Linked DNA regions of Mus musculus: all the other regions are linked to region 1. Evidence: chromatin contacts called from public HiCAR-type, Micro-C and promoter capture Hi-C data. All regions are on one chromosome and are shown on one strand. The core of a region is the stretch at or near the end of the contact, and the rest is flanking DNA. Distances in the headings are between cores, read along the strand shown.

The links. Promoter capture Hi-C pulls out the DNA fragments that hold promoters and counts their contacts. Hi-C and Micro-C count contacts between places; a contact is called where the count stands out from the background. HiCAR-type assays count read pairs that join an accessible place to other places. Capture Hi-C pulls out chosen DNA fragments and counts their contacts.
Region 2: a HiCAR-type map of embryonic stem cells shows a contact between it and region 1, with 3 times the contacts expected there. The contact joins the promoter of Syne3 here to the promoter of Gsc in region 1. A contact is called at or near these places in 8 of 39 promoter capture datasets (cranial neural crest, embryonic stem cells, frontonasal cranial neural crest and 4 more), 2 of 484 Hi-C or Micro-C datasets (both in embryonic stem cells), 6 of 115 datasets of contacts at active chromatin or transcription factors (embryonic basal ganglia, embryonic stem cells, fibro-adipogenic progenitors and 1 more) and 1 of 9 other capture datasets (embryonic stem cells).
Region 3: a promoter capture Hi-C map of hippocampal neurons shows a contact between it and region 1, with 6 times the contacts expected there. The contact joins the promoter of D430019H16Rik here to the promoter of Gsc in region 1. A contact is called at or near these places in 2 of 39 promoter capture datasets (hippocampal neurons and pre-B cells).
Region 4: a contact with region 1 is called in a Micro-C map of embryonic stem cells, with 2.4 times the contacts expected there. The contact joins the promoter of Tcl1 here to the promoter of Gsc in region 1. A contact is called at or near these places in 2 of 39 promoter capture datasets (hippocampal neurons and pre-B cells), 1 of 484 Hi-C or Micro-C datasets (embryonic stem cells) and 1 of 9 other capture datasets (embryonic stem cells).
Region 5: a promoter capture Hi-C map of liver shows a contact between it and region 1. The contact joins the promoter of Serpina1e here to the promoter of Gsc in region 1. A contact is called at or near these places in 6 of 39 promoter capture datasets (the 3T3-L1 cell line, the HPC-7 cell line, hippocampal neurons and 2 more) and 2 of 9 other capture datasets (adipose tissue and liver).

Annotation. Positions count from the first base shown.
Region 1 is chr12:104,471,886-104,474,585 of GRCm38.p6, reverse strand. It overlaps Gsc (goosecoid homeobox), which reads left to right and starts at 1,350. Exons shown (of 3, transcript NM_010351.1): 1 at 1,350-1,825; 2 at 2,334-2,593. The coding sequence starts at 1,471. Gm10000 (a long non-coding RNA gene) reads right to left here and starts at 1,056. Exons shown (of 6, transcript XR_381874.2): 1 at 4-1,056.
Region 2 is chr12:104,997,322-105,000,021 of GRCm38.p6, reverse strand. It overlaps Syne3 (spectrin repeat containing, nuclear envelope family member 3), which reads left to right and starts at 1,345. Exons shown (of 19, transcript NM_001042699.2): 1 at 1,345-1,490; 2 at 2,420-2,551.
Region 3 is chr12:105,452,463-105,455,162 of GRCm38.p6, reverse strand. It overlaps D430019H16Rik (RIKEN cDNA D430019H16 gene), which reads right to left and starts at 1,307. Exons shown (of 2, transcript NM_001252508.1): 1 at 1,013-1,307. The coding sequence starts at 1,039.
Region 4 is chr12:105,221,353-105,224,052 of GRCm38.p6, reverse strand. It overlaps Tcl1 (T cell lymphoma breakpoint 1), which reads left to right and starts at 1,316. Exons shown (of 4, transcript NM_009337.3): 1 at 1,316-1,520. The coding sequence starts at 1,401.
Region 5 is chr12:103,955,582-103,958,281 of GRCm38.p6, reverse strand. It overlaps Serpina1e (serine (or cysteine) peptidase inhibitor, clade A, member 1E), which reads left to right and starts at 1,385. Exons shown (of 5, transcript NM_009247.2): 1 at 1,385-1,425.

The DNA.
Region 1 (2,700 bases), core at 101-2,600:
TACCTTCCCGCAGGTCGCCCAGCCGCCAGCGCGCAGATCTAGGCTGGCTGCGCCTCCCGCGGTTCGGCCGTGCCTCACGGAGAATCCCGCAAATCATCACGGCCGCCCGCAGTGGCCCGACTTTTGTCCAGGCCGCTGGGGTCCCCCGGAGGCCAGCGCGGGCCTGGAAGGACAGCTAGAGGCCTTTCGGAGAGCTCGCTGATTGAGAGAGGGACGCCACTCAATATGTTGAGAAAGGAGACAGGCAGTCCCGGTAGATCCCACGAGAATTAAAGCCAAAAAAATTTTTTTTGGGGGGGGGGAAGGCACCCCTTCTCCCAGACTAATAATCAAAAATACACAGAACCTATCGGCACCCACGCGGGAAGCCTCTGGAAGCATCGCTTCAGAGCGCTCCTCTGGGTGGTGAATTTTAAAGACTGGCTGAATTTGCTCTTCACTGGTGTGTTAGGAGCTAGGGAGAGTCAGGGTAGTTTTCAGACCCAGAGTGACCGCTTTAAGAAGAAGAAGAAGAAAAAAGACAACTTGTACGAAGGCGGACGCGTTTCTACTTTCATGGTTTTTGCTCTGAGAAAATTTGGCTTTCGCAAAAACAAAAGATTTTGGGAAAGAGACGGAGGGGGGGGTGGAGAAGTGAAATTAGGCAGTGAGTTCACGGGGTAGGGGGTTGGCTGCGGGGGGGGGGCACTTTCAGTCTTAGTTGAGGGAGGACACAGCCACCCTCATTTCTTAAAAGCAAACAGATTCCGAAAGAGAGTAAAAAGTAGTCCTAAAGTAAAATTAGCCACAATGAATTTGAGCTACAACCATAGGAAATCGCACCCCATAATAGAGAGAAAAGGGTCGGGGCGGAGAGGTCGGCGGCGGAGTTGTTAACGGCGGCAGGACAATAGTATTAATAAGATTAACCTGGGCAATTAGGCCGCCCGCCCAGCAAGGCCGGGGCCGCGCCGGGGCTGCCGAATGGAAAAGATTAGGTTAATTTCATTAATTCTCAATCCACAATCTTTTTCAGGCCCTGTGGCCCCCCTCCTCTTGGCATCTCTCCCCCTCCCCTGCAAGCGCCCCCCGCCCACCCCCACCTCCCCATTCCACACCACCCAAAGGAAAAGAAAAGGACCAAATCTGGTTCTGTTTGTCATCTGCATATTACCAGGAACTAAATCCAGGATGACGTCGACTCAGTATAAAACCAACAAGAGGTTGAGCCGGTCGGAGCTGCGTCCTACCCGCGGGTTGAGTTCAGCTAGGCGGCGGCGAGGGGAGGAGAGGGCGGGAGGAGGGAGTTCGGACGCAGGGGGCGGGGAGGGGCGCGAGTTGCGCGCTCGCCCGCGCTCTCTTTCGGTTTGCTCGCCCGCGGGAGCAGAGAGTGGGACAATTCCCAACCCCCACCCCAAACAACACCACTTGGAGACTTCTTCTTCTTCGGCGCGTCCCCGCCGCCCCCCGGTCCCGACGCGGGGCTCGGGGATGCCCGCCAGCATGTTCAGCATCGACAACATCCTGGCCGCCCGGCCGCGCTGCAAAGACGCGGTGCTCCCGGTGGCGCCCAGCGCCGCGGCTCCGGTGGTCTTCCCGGCTCTACACGGGGACTCGCTCTACGGCGCCGGCGGCGGCACCTCCTCGGACTACGGCGCCTTCTACCCGCGCCCTGTGGCCCCCGGAGGCGCGGGCCTCCCGGCCGCGGTCGGCAGCTCCCGCCTGGGCTACAACAGCTACTTCTACGGGCAGCTGCACGTGCAGGCGGCGCCCGTGGGCCCGGCTTGCTGCGGGGCTGTGCCGCCGCTGGGCGCCCAGCAGTGCTCCTGCGTCCCGACGCCCCCAGGTAGGGTCGCGATCGCTCGCGAGCCGGCCTTCGCCACTGCGGCAGTCGGTGGCTGCCGGGGCATGGACGCGCGGTTTGCTTGCTTTACTCACCTGGCACCAACTTTCTCCCTTTGCAAGCCTTCCCCGTTCTCCCATTTATTTATTTATCTTTTACTTTTAATTAATTAATATATTTTTGGGTCACCGGGTACGGGGACTTTGCATACGTCTACTGTAAACTTTAGGTTAGAGTTTAAAAAGCCGAGTCACCGGGAGTCTCGGGGCGACTCCACGCGCGCGCGGGAATGAAGTGAGGACGCGGGGAGATTCTAAAGTGCCTGAACTGGCTTTTGGATGTGTGCAGGCAGACGCTCCTTCCACGTCTGGGCATCCCTGGTCTCGGTGCCCCCCAAAGACATAGCGCCCCTTGCAGACTTTTTTTATTTTTAAGTGAGCGAGGGCAGCGAGCGGGTTGGCTTACGGTGCCGAGGGAGGATGACTGACTCCCGTCCCTCTCTCTGTCGCAGGCTACGAGGGCCCCGGTTCTGTACTGGTGTCTCCGGTGCCGCACCAGATGCTGCCCTACATGAACGTGGGCACGCTGTCGCGCACTGAGCTGCAGCTGCTCAACCAGCTGCACTGTCGGCGGAAGCGGCGGCACCGCACCATCTTCACCGATGAGCAGCTCGAAGCCCTGGAGAACCTCTTCCAGGAGACGAAGTACCCAGACGTGGGCACTCGGGAGCAGCTGGCCAGGAAGGTGCACCTTCGGGAGGAGAAGGTGGAGGTAGGCAAGAGCCCCAGCGGGGGTGGGCTGGGGTGGGGGCGTCTAGCGGTCCTTCCCTGCACGCGGCTTTTGCCGGGTCCTCCTTTGGGATGTGGCCACTCTAAGAG
Region 2 (2,700 bases), core at 96-2,595, 530 kb before region 1:
CAAAGTGCTGGGATTACAGGCGTGTGCCGCCACCACATTTGGTATAGGTGGTGCTGGCAATTGAGCCCCGGGCTGTGTGTGTGCTACCCAAGAACTCTCTCTGCTCCCTGACCTACATCCCTGGCCCTTTCTGGTTCTTTGAACAATTCTGTTTATAGGATGTTTTCATGGTCACTTGCGTTGCCAGTAGAATTAGAAGTCTCTGGAAGTGAGGTTGTTTCTTCTGGAAACTCTTAGGCAATCCTGATGGGCAGGGATAGTTGAGAGCCCTGGGTTGGCCTGGGACAGTTGGGGACACTTCTGGGTGGCACTAATGTGTCCTCTTTCTGTTACTTCCTTCACTCTCTATCAAGGTGAAGACTTCTGTGCAAACAGAAGAAGTTCTTGGGTGTGTGTCTGTCCAGCGGGCTAATTTCTTAGGATGTGTAATAGACTCACCATTGATCCTGTTTCCTCATTTGAGGGAAAGATACAAAGTTTCCCTTTAATATAAATGTAAGTCAGGAGTGAATGAAGCAACCATCTGCACTTTTTGTGGTCGGCTCCGGCTTCTTTCATGGCTTTGAGGCAGGCTTGCAGGGCCCCTGGCAACCCTGCCCCATGCTGGGGAGACTGAGCACGTGCAGGTCCGGGCATGTCCTGTGTACACGTGGCTGAAGGGTGGGGCCGACACCCTGAAGGAAACCTCACCTCAGGTGCTGAGGACCCAGGACACTCCAGGGAGCTAGGCTACACTGGAGTGGTTGAGGGTTAACAAAGGAGTTTCCCAGGAGGCTTTACGTCAGCCCTTGGGATTGGCGTGGAGAATTCTTTCAACATGATGTGTTTGCCTCTTCCCCAAAGCATTCTGAGATGCTCTATCTGGTCGTCAAGATCTTTCCCTGGAGCCATTATTGTCCTGTAAATTTGGTGACGATATTACAAGACTTCAGTGCCCACAGGGGCCTGGTACTTTCCCGAAACACAGTAAACTGGTCATTCAGGAGCCCTGAGCTGCAGGGTAGAACCCTGTGGGTTCCCAGGACTGAACATGGTTCATACCTGTAGTCCCTGTGTGTTGGAAGGCTGAGATAGGAGCATCGCCATGAGTTTGAGTCCAGCCACAATGGTCTGAAGCAGGTCTCAGTGCTGTGACTGCTGATTGACTGGGAGCTAGGGTTAGATAACTTATTTGCTCATTTGCTCAGCAAATACCCAGCTCTTTCCGAACAATGCCCTTGCAGGGCCCTGCGGGAGATTACATCCCGTTGATCTGGGAGCTTGCTGACAGGGATTAATTTAATCATCGCCTTTACCCTGGGGTGAGGGCTCTCATATCTCCTTCCTGCTGTGCCTGGCAGTCTTGGAGGACCAGCATTGTTGAGGGGTCCCACAGCTAGGCGTGGCTCCAGACTGAGGGCGTATCTTCACATAGAGTTCCAATTTAGAGACTCCAGCCTACAGACAAACATTTGGGAAGGATCATGTTTTTCTGAGTTTCTTCTGGACAGGTGAGGAAGGTTCCAGAAGGTTCTAAAACCAGGATTGTGGAATGTCCATTTGGAAGAATGTTGTCTTCCAGGTGCTGTGAAGCGAACACTGGAGATAAATCTCTGGCAAGATTTAACCTTGGTGTTTTGTATTTTAAAATTCAGCATCAAATTTCACTTTATAGTATGGTGATTATTAATTTTTTATGTGTTGTTTTATTTGTTTCTAAGTTTTTAAGTCTTGTGTAGCCCTGACTTGATAATGGCTTTTTAACCTAGGCTGGTCTTGAACTTGTGGCAATCCTCCTGCCTCAGCCTCCCAAGTGCTGGGATTTCAGGCATGGGCAGCATGCTCTGCTAGCTTTGGTTTTCTCTGTGTTGTGGAGGTGGGTGTGTCCTCAGGGATGCTGCCTCCTCAGTTGATTGGGTGTTTGCTGGGCAGCGTCACTCTGAAAGTCAAATCAGGCTTGGGAGGAGGCCTCGGGGAGCTCGCAGGAGGCAATGCCTGATCAGAGGCAGCTGTCTTTAGAAGCAGGATGAACTAAGCCAGGGTCTTGTGCATCTGCTAGAGATGGGGACACCCAGGCATTGGTCCCTAGTGAAGGCATCCCTTGTGGTCCCCAGGACAAGCTGCTTGGTTTCTGGCTGCCTCTGAGAGCATACCGCAGGCTGCAGGACTCTGCGAGTGGCTGAGAGAGGAGGGGACGGGCAGACCTCGGGAGGGGAGAGGAAGGTGGAAGTGGTTGGTCAGCTGTTCTCAATTCGCCTCAGACAGAATATTCATCTGAGCTTAGTACTAAAAAAGTGCCCAGCTAACCAGGACCAGTGATCACCCAGATGGTGGACATTACCCCAGGTTAGCCCTGCGGTTCTGACTAGGGATGGGTGTCCCCTTCGGACTTCCATGTTCTAGAAGTCTCCAAGGCCCTGTTCCTCTCTTTGCTAGGCAGGTGGAAGCTTTCTTATCCTGGGGCCAACCCTGCCTGTCTGGAACCCTGTGCTTAATAATTCCTGTCCCTGTGGATGTGTGGGCTGGAGAGTCTTCCTTGTTTCCTCCGTGCTGGAGACAAGCGACCGGGAAGGTAATTCATGCCTTTGCATGTGTTCTCCCACTCCGTGTATGAGCCTTTCCCAGCCACCGCCACTGTTCTTCTTCCTTACTGACCTCTTCCTGAGCAAAGTCCTCTCCCCACAGAATCTCCTCGCACTGACCCTGGCTCAGCCTGCCTCT
Region 3 (2,700 bases), core at 58-2,557, 980 kb before region 1:
CTTGGGGACTTTGGCTCCTTTGATGTTCCCGTTTGGGAACAACCCTCCATATCCAGTCTGGCTTTTGAAGTTACATCTTAAACAGACTTCCAACACACCGGCAAAAGTCTGGCGAAAGTGTGCCTTCGAACATCACTCCGGAAAACAAGCAGCAGTGTTGGGGGGGGGGGGGCAGGTCCTTGACAAGCACCCAGGAGACAGGATGTCGCCCCTATCACTCTGCTCCCAGCACAACCTCAGAAGGTGAAATATCATGGTTTGGGACTTGTGTCCGGCCAAATGTAGCCTTTACCCATGGTCGACTCTGGGTCTTCCCAGGGGCCACACACAATCCCAGAAAAGGGTGTGTGTCTTTGTTCTGGCTCAAGAGAACACCAAGGATCACAACTCAGGGGATTCTCCTGCAGCGGAGACCAGGCAGAGCGCCAAGAGGTCATTTGTCCGCCTGCCACGAGGAACCTGTTTTGTGTGGGGACGGATGGTGGTTCCCTGCTCAAACCCAGCACAAAGCAAAAATGCTTTTAAACCATGCATCTCTATCACAAAGCCCTGTCACACTGCCTTCCTGAGCGCTAGAGACTAAAGTCCCACCCACAGTGGAGAAGAAAGGGGGTGGGGGGTTCCCAGAGGACACCAACAAGTACCAGCGCCGAGCAAAACCAGAATGGGGAGAGCAGCTTCCCCTCTGCCAGTCCAGGGGCTCCAGAGCAAACAGCGGGTGGGGGTTGGGCAGGGAGGGGCCACTTCAACTGCCCAGGCTCCTCGGAACTGTCTTTCTCAGAAGTAGGGGTGCTCAGTGGAGACAGCCCTACTGCACCCCTCGATGTGCAAGGGGTATGGGCCACTCCATCCAGGACAGTCAAGCTCCCGAGTACGTACACCAGGTGGGGCTCCCCGGCTCGGGACAAAGGACCTGGCCACGGATGCAAGAGATGCACCCGGGAGGACAGCGAGGCTGGGGTCCTGCAAACTTGGAGACCCTAGGACGCGTGGGGGGAAGATTCCAGGTTACCTGAGCGGCCATAAAAGACAGATCCATGGTGTCACGGCTGGTGTGGCTGCTGCTGCTGCTGCTGCTGCTGCTGCTGCTGCCCCTGCTCCAGTCCTCGCTGTTGCTGCTGCTGTCGTCGCCGTCGCCGCTGCGAGTCCAGCCTCCCGCACAATTATCAGAGAGCGGGCGGAACCGCGAGCAGGTGCCCTCGGGCCCCGGCGACCGTGACCTCAGCAGCCCTGGCGTGGTGGCGAGTCTCCAGCCCTCTCAGCGCCCTGGCTGGCTCCAGGCTTCGGCTCCAGACGCCTCCAAGTGGGCGGGAGACCCCGGGCGCGGCGCCCCTCCACGTGACCACTCCCAACCACACCCCCGAGGGCGGGCCAAGCCAGACCCTTGATTTCTAGCAGTCCTCTCTCTACCCTGGCCAAATGGGGAAAGTGAGGTCTGAGGCGAGCCAGCTGGGGCGATGGGTGCCCTTCCCAGGGCACTTGACTCCAGCCCCAAAAGTGCTTTCCGGGAGTTGTTTGAGTAGATGTGTCTGGCTTTCGGTGGCAACCCTGCTCCTACACTTCTGAAGGCTTGGCTCTTGAACTGAGCAGAACAAAGCGGAAAGTCTAGCATTTTTGTATTGTGCGGTTTGGGTGAATTAGTGCTCGTTTGAATCTGAGTATCCTCGTTTGTAGAATGGGAGTAACGGAACCTAGGGATTATGTCTCCACAGGATGAGCTGTAGGAAGGCCCTTAGTGGAGACCATGGAGTGAATCGCATACATAACCTGCAAACAGTGCCTGTGGTTCAGTTACCAGAAAAGTAGCCCAAGTCACGGTTATCGATGCAGTGAAGGGAGCCACAGAGGTACCCAGAGGGGCCTGTTGCTCTCTGGGAGTGTGTGTGTCCATCCCTCCAGTCTCTTTCCCCCCTCCCCCTTCCTTTTCTCCTTCCCACCTCCTGCCCCGTGCTTCCGGTTTGTTTCCTTTCTTGCTTCCTGGGTCTCTAACTCTTCCAGGCTCAACTCTTCCTCGCTCCCTCACTCTGGCATCTATCACTTCTGCACCCTTCCAGGCCAAGCACTGGCCTTCAGTCTCAGTGCCCCCCGGAACCCCACTGGTTCCCACCGGGCTACAGCAGCGGGTCTTAACCGACATAATGTTGCAACCCTTCAATACAGTTCCTCATGCTGTGGTGATCCCTGAACATAAAATTATTTTCGTTGCTACTTCACGACTGTAATTTTGCTATTGTTATGGTTCGTAATGTAAATATCTGATATGCAGGATATCTGATATGCGATTCTTGTGAAAGGGTCATTTGACCCCAAAGGGGTCGTGATGCCAAGGTTGAGAACGACTGCTCTATGGCCTGGCAGTTCCTCAGCCCACCCAGAACCTTCACATCCACTGCACTTTCACCATGAAGCCATTCTTGCAGAGGTTTGTAGGTGTGTGTGTGTTTGTCTATGTGTTTATGTGTGCATATGTGTGAGTGCATATGTATGTATGTGTGCATTGTGTGTATGTGTGTGTGCATGTGTGGTGTACAACTTAAACAACAATGCCTCCTCCATGCAGTCACACAGAAAGAATAAATGGAGCTGGAGAAATGGCCCAGCCATGAAAGGCTCAGGCTCACAATTACACAGACTAAGCAATGGTCTTTAAGCCCTGAGGGCCATCTCTTCAAAGCTTTATTGCTTGCCCCGCTGCCCCAG
Region 4 (2,700 bases), core at 67-2,566, 750 kb before region 1:
CCCAGAACCTCCACACCAAGCTTATTCCAAAAGTCTTCATTTCTCTGCAGCTCTCTGGGTCTGGCGACAAAGAGCCTATCTACAGGGAAATCAGCCTGAAAGCCTCCAGTCTGAATACTGAAGGCCAAGGTCCCTCAGAGCTGTGCTTGCTGGGTTTCAGTCTTTTCTTTGGTGTTTTTTGGTTTGGTTTGGTTTGGTTTTTCAAGACAGGGTTTCTCTGTGTAGGCCTGGCTGTCCTGGAACTCACTTTGTAGACCAGGCTGGCCTTGAACTCAGAAATCTGCCTGCCTCTGCCTCCCAAGTGCTGTGATTAAAGGCATGTGCCACCACGCCTGGCTTTCTTTGTTTTCTTCTCCCCCCCCCCCCCCCCCAATTAATCTGAACACACCTGGCTGGCCTCAGCCCATCTTGGCACATCTGGCAGATTTGACCAGATGTCCACACCTGATCATTCACTGACCTCCCAAAGACCACCAACGGCTTCCTCCACTGGTCCTCAGTGAGAGGGTGAGAGGGAACGGGCGGGTGAGGCCCAGAACCGCGAGCTGCAGGGCTGTTTGAAGCAACCCGCCTGGAGCTGGGTTTTACATGTTTTCCATTAATTTCTTAATTGCCTTAATGGACACGAGTTACTGTAAAATAAAGAGAGGTTGTTTTTCCTTATTTGTTTACAATGAGACAGTTTTGATTGAGCAACTCAGAGACTTTCCAAACCCATTGATCTTGGGCTGGGAGGGTTTCTTTTTAGGCATGGGTCTGGAATGATGCGTTCACTAAGTCCGAGCACAAAGACAGCAAACCCATGTTTTCAAAAGTAGGTTTCGCAAGGCCACAGCCGCCTCGTCAGAGCCATGGAAAAAGTCATGTGCCAAAGAGGGAGGGGACTGAACTTTGCAAAGGAAACTGGGACACCCAAAAAGGACAGACTGAAGGTGACAGAGAGAACCCGGGAGGAAGATATGTAGATGGACCTCGCAGTGAATGGCCTGCCATCGGGGTGTGGCTTGAGCAGTCACACAAAGTAGCTGACTAGGGGTCTCACCATAAGGGAAGCATAGGGCAGTGTTTCCTGACAGGACCTTTCCTGTGGCCGGGTGTACCTGGAGAAAAACAAGATCTTCTGGGGGCCTTGAAGAACCCTAGGTTTGATGGGGTCAGGTCTGCAAGCCTAGACCTTGCCCCTGTTCCAGAAGTCCACGTTGTTGTCCTGCATACCATCCTTGTGGTTCGCCCCACCCACACTACTCTGCCCCGCCCCGTTCCGCCCTGCCTCGCTCCAGGGGGCACAGGCCCACACCTGGTAGTGATAAATAGACGCGTTTCTCATGCTCACCGTGTAGGAAGCAGTTTTATCACGGACTGGCATTGCAATTTTCTGCTTCTTGCTCTTATCGGATGCCATGGCTACCCAGCGGGCACACAGGGCAGAGACACCTGCACACCCCAACCGCCTGTGGATCTGGGAGAAGCACGTGTACTTGGATGAGTTTCGTCGAAGCTGGCTGCCCGTAGTCATCAAGGTACCAACCGCCATGGGGCTAGCAGGTGGGGCAGCAGGGATATGCCCTGTCTGGGTCTGGGGGATGCTGGTAGCAGGAGACCAGGATACAGAGGGTCCCTTGTGCCTGAAACAGGAGGGCTAGGGAGACCTCAGATGAACGTCGTTTGACTCGGGCCTGTGGGCCTGGAGGAGGGTGGGAGCGCCCCGAGCTCAGTGGACAAGCCCCTCTCCCACGTTGCCTGGTGTGTGTGTGTGTGTGTGAGTGTGTGTGACTATCATTCGGGGTGAAACAAGGCTTTCCTAAACCACAAAATTGGAATATCTTTAAGGTAGCTAGTAGTATCCACTGTCAGTAATACGATTTAACCTCGTTTTGCGTGCGGAAGCCTCGGTATGGGCCTTAATGTTGGTGTTCAAAAGAAATCTCTTCTAGAGGCACCTTCCGGAAAAGTGTTCCACTTGTAAAGCCAAAGAACGCTTTAAAAGCAAACTGCTGAGATTGTGTGTGAAGCGCTAGGACCTGGGAACTGTCTCCACTCCAACCAAGGTGGGGCTTGTGAGCCTCACAGACGCAGATGCAGACATGGGGTGCCGCTAGCAGAGGGTGGAGCTTGCGAGCCTCGCGGACTCGGGGCACCGCTAGCAAACGATGGAGCCACAATTCTGGGCTCTTGAATTTACACTCTTGTTGTCATTTTACAATGCTAAATTTACATATATCTAGTTGGTTTTTCTTTTCTTTTTTTTTTTTTAACGTTAAGTCAGATGTGTGAAGACAACATGGGTGGATATTTCTTTTAAATATCAGGTTAACGGCAAGCTTTTTCACCCAAACCATGAACCAGAGAATAGCCCAGAGCTGTGATAGGCGCTGTCTGATCAGGAGCCTGGTAGCAAACGGCAGGGCAGGGTTTGTTTCCCATGACTGAGGAAGCCAGGGTTTTAAACATGTGAGCGTTCACTTGTATTAATAAGGAAAAGAGAGTAATTGATAACAGCGGTTCGATTATTGACTCATGGGCTGTGAATGGTGGCGCTTACACACCTGGCACCACCATCTGACTTAACAGATTCACCTGATCTCCTCAGGGACTGTTCTCGCCTTGGGGGTGGGGGGGGAACCACACTCGTGTGAGCTCGTGTGAGTGCTTAGTGTAAGGCCCACACACTGGTCTGCTCTGAGGGCTTGCAGGGTACAG
Region 5 (2,700 bases), core at 136-2,635, 520 kb after region 1:
ATGTAGTTCTTGCAGCAGCTTTGTGCCATCATAATCTGCATCTTAGAGGTGGAGACAGGGAGGCACCAGGAGGTGAAAAGGTTTGTCTGATGGGTTGAGGTCTAACCTCAGGCGCTGTAGGATCCTGTGGAACATCTATTAGGCTGAGTCCTAAGGTGGATCACAGGGGAGCCAGTGACTGGCAGAAGGTGGAAATGTGACCATCACTCATCCACCTCATTCTTGCTGTGCCCGGCCAAGGGCCAGGAGAGCAGGAGAGCTGGAACCAAGGAGGAGTGGGGTTGTGGGGGTGGGAATGTGAACTCACCACCTGTGCCCATCACAGGGCTGATGGGATATGATCGAGATTTTGAAGAGGATCATAGTATTGAGCCCATTTGCCTCAAACCTAACCTTCTCCAACCAAACCAGACAGACCTTCAAGAGCTGTGACCACCCTCTCCATGTCCCGGAGCAGAGAGACTGCTCCTTCCTAGTCTCCCCATCCCTAAGGAAAGTCCCCATCTAGAAGGAAAATCCGCATACTAGCTTCCTGGAATCAATGTGGAACAGGCCCAGCTCAGAGGAGGGGAGGGTGGGAGATGGGAAGGCTGGAAAGAACTTCTTAGACTGAGACAAAAGACTTACAATGCGCATGTTTTATTCAAGCTTCCTGTACCCTTAGCAACCATGATGGCTACCAATCTGCCATTCTGGAAATGTCTCTGGTTCAGAGAGGTCAATTAACCTTTCTAAGGGCAGCCCAGCTCTTCCTTACAGAGCTATTCTCTGCCCCCTAGCCTGTCCCCTGGCCACTGTGCACCAGCCTGTCAGGAATTTCCTGTCAGTCAGAGTCCATTCTCCTGCAAAGGAAACAAAGAATTCATATCTACACTCGCAAGGAGCAATCTCTTTGTTTTGGTCCTGTGTCTCCATTTGTCAGGTGGGCACATAACCTACTCTGAGCCCCTGGTGGAGGCAGTGAATCTTCTGCCCCAGGCATCTGGAAGCAGATGGCTCAGTAAATATTGACTTTGCTTACATGTGAGCAACCCAAGCATTGCCCAGGAGAGTACAGGACCAGCCAGCCATGTTGTGTCTTCCTAGAGGCAATGTGACTCAGGACACCAGACACACCTTGGACACCGGATGTTGTGTTTGTTGTGTTTATGAGGGATGGGTGTTCTAACTGCTTTGCTTAAGACTCCATTGATTTAGGACCAGAGAGAGCTGAGCTCTGTCCCGAACAGTGTGGGTGGTACCTCAGTGCCCAATCGATGGACATAGCCCCTCTCTGTTTGCTCTACCAATAACTGTGGTGACATTGGTTAATATTCACTAGCAAACTCCCCCATATCCCCCTTGGCTCCCACTGCTTAAATACAGACTAGGACAGGGCTCTGTCTCCTCAGCCTCGGTCACCACCCAGCTCTGAGACAGCAAGCTGTGAGTATATTTTTCCCAGGGGAAATATTGGAGGGGCCCCTGAGTCTCTGCACTTCCCAAGCAGGCAGCCCTTCTGGGAGCAGGGGTAATACAGGGATGATAAAGTCAATCACACCTGTGGCACCTAGGCCTCTTGTTGCCATGGGAACATCAATCCCTAAGCTCCCTTCTTGAACCTTGCTGCCCAGTAGATAGCTAGTATCTTCAGGTGACAGGAGACAAAGACGTGTAGGGGCCAAGGTGCAGCCACAGCCATTTCCATGTAGACAGTGCCCACCCTTTGCTAGTCTTTCCTGTATGCCCTTTTCCAGCCCTGCTCCCACCCCCTGCATCGTGGATAAGCAAGGTAAGACTAGAAGGACAGTGGGAGCTGTGGCTCTCCAGCCATACCCTAGATGCACATACTAGGACCTCAGCCTGTAGGTCACGGTGGCTGTCTCAAGCATAGTGGCCTGGGAGATCTGTGTGTGTGTGTGTGTGTGTGTGTGTGTGTGTGTGTGTGTGTGTGTGTGTGTGAGAGAGAGAGAGAGAGAGAGAGAGAGAGAGAGAGAGAGAGAGAGAGAGAGAGAGAGGAGAGAGAGAGAGAAAGAGAGACTTGGCTTGAGACAACTTCCTGAGTGAGCGTGCTAAGGTGTCCCATCTCTAAGCAAAGCACTCATGTAATATTTCAGCTCCACAGCCCCTCATGGAGGAGGCTACTGGCTTATTCCCATTTTACAGATGAGGAGATGAGGATAATAGTTTGTCCCAATCATACATAGCCTACCATTCAAACTGAGGCAGCTTCTCCAGACTTCAGGCTCCTGATTTTGCTGACTGAGACATCTTCCCCTCTGGGCTGTAGCCTTGGATAGCTTCTAACCTCGCTGCTCTATTAGGCAGAAGAGCTTCACCCATTCCCTCTGGCCAGCCTTGCTCTATGGAGATTGGTTTGGTTTATCATCCTGCTCTTTTGTAATGTAAGCAAGAGCGAGGCAGCCAGATTCCCAGGATACAAATATCCTGAAAAAGCCAGAGCTAATGATAGGTGCTTCTGGGAGCTCTGAACACTGGCTCTCTGAACCACTCACTTAATCTTCCTCAGGTAACTGACGTTCCAAAAGTAAGGGGTGTAGGGTCACACAGAGGAGCAACAATCCAGCCTTAGACCTGTCATTTTAGCACTAGTATAGAGTGGAGCCTCAGTAGCCGCCCTCTGCTATCTATTTCAAGTGTTCTGGCTTCAATTTTGTACATAGAAAAGGGCTAGAACCTAGAACTAAACTGTGTGAGATT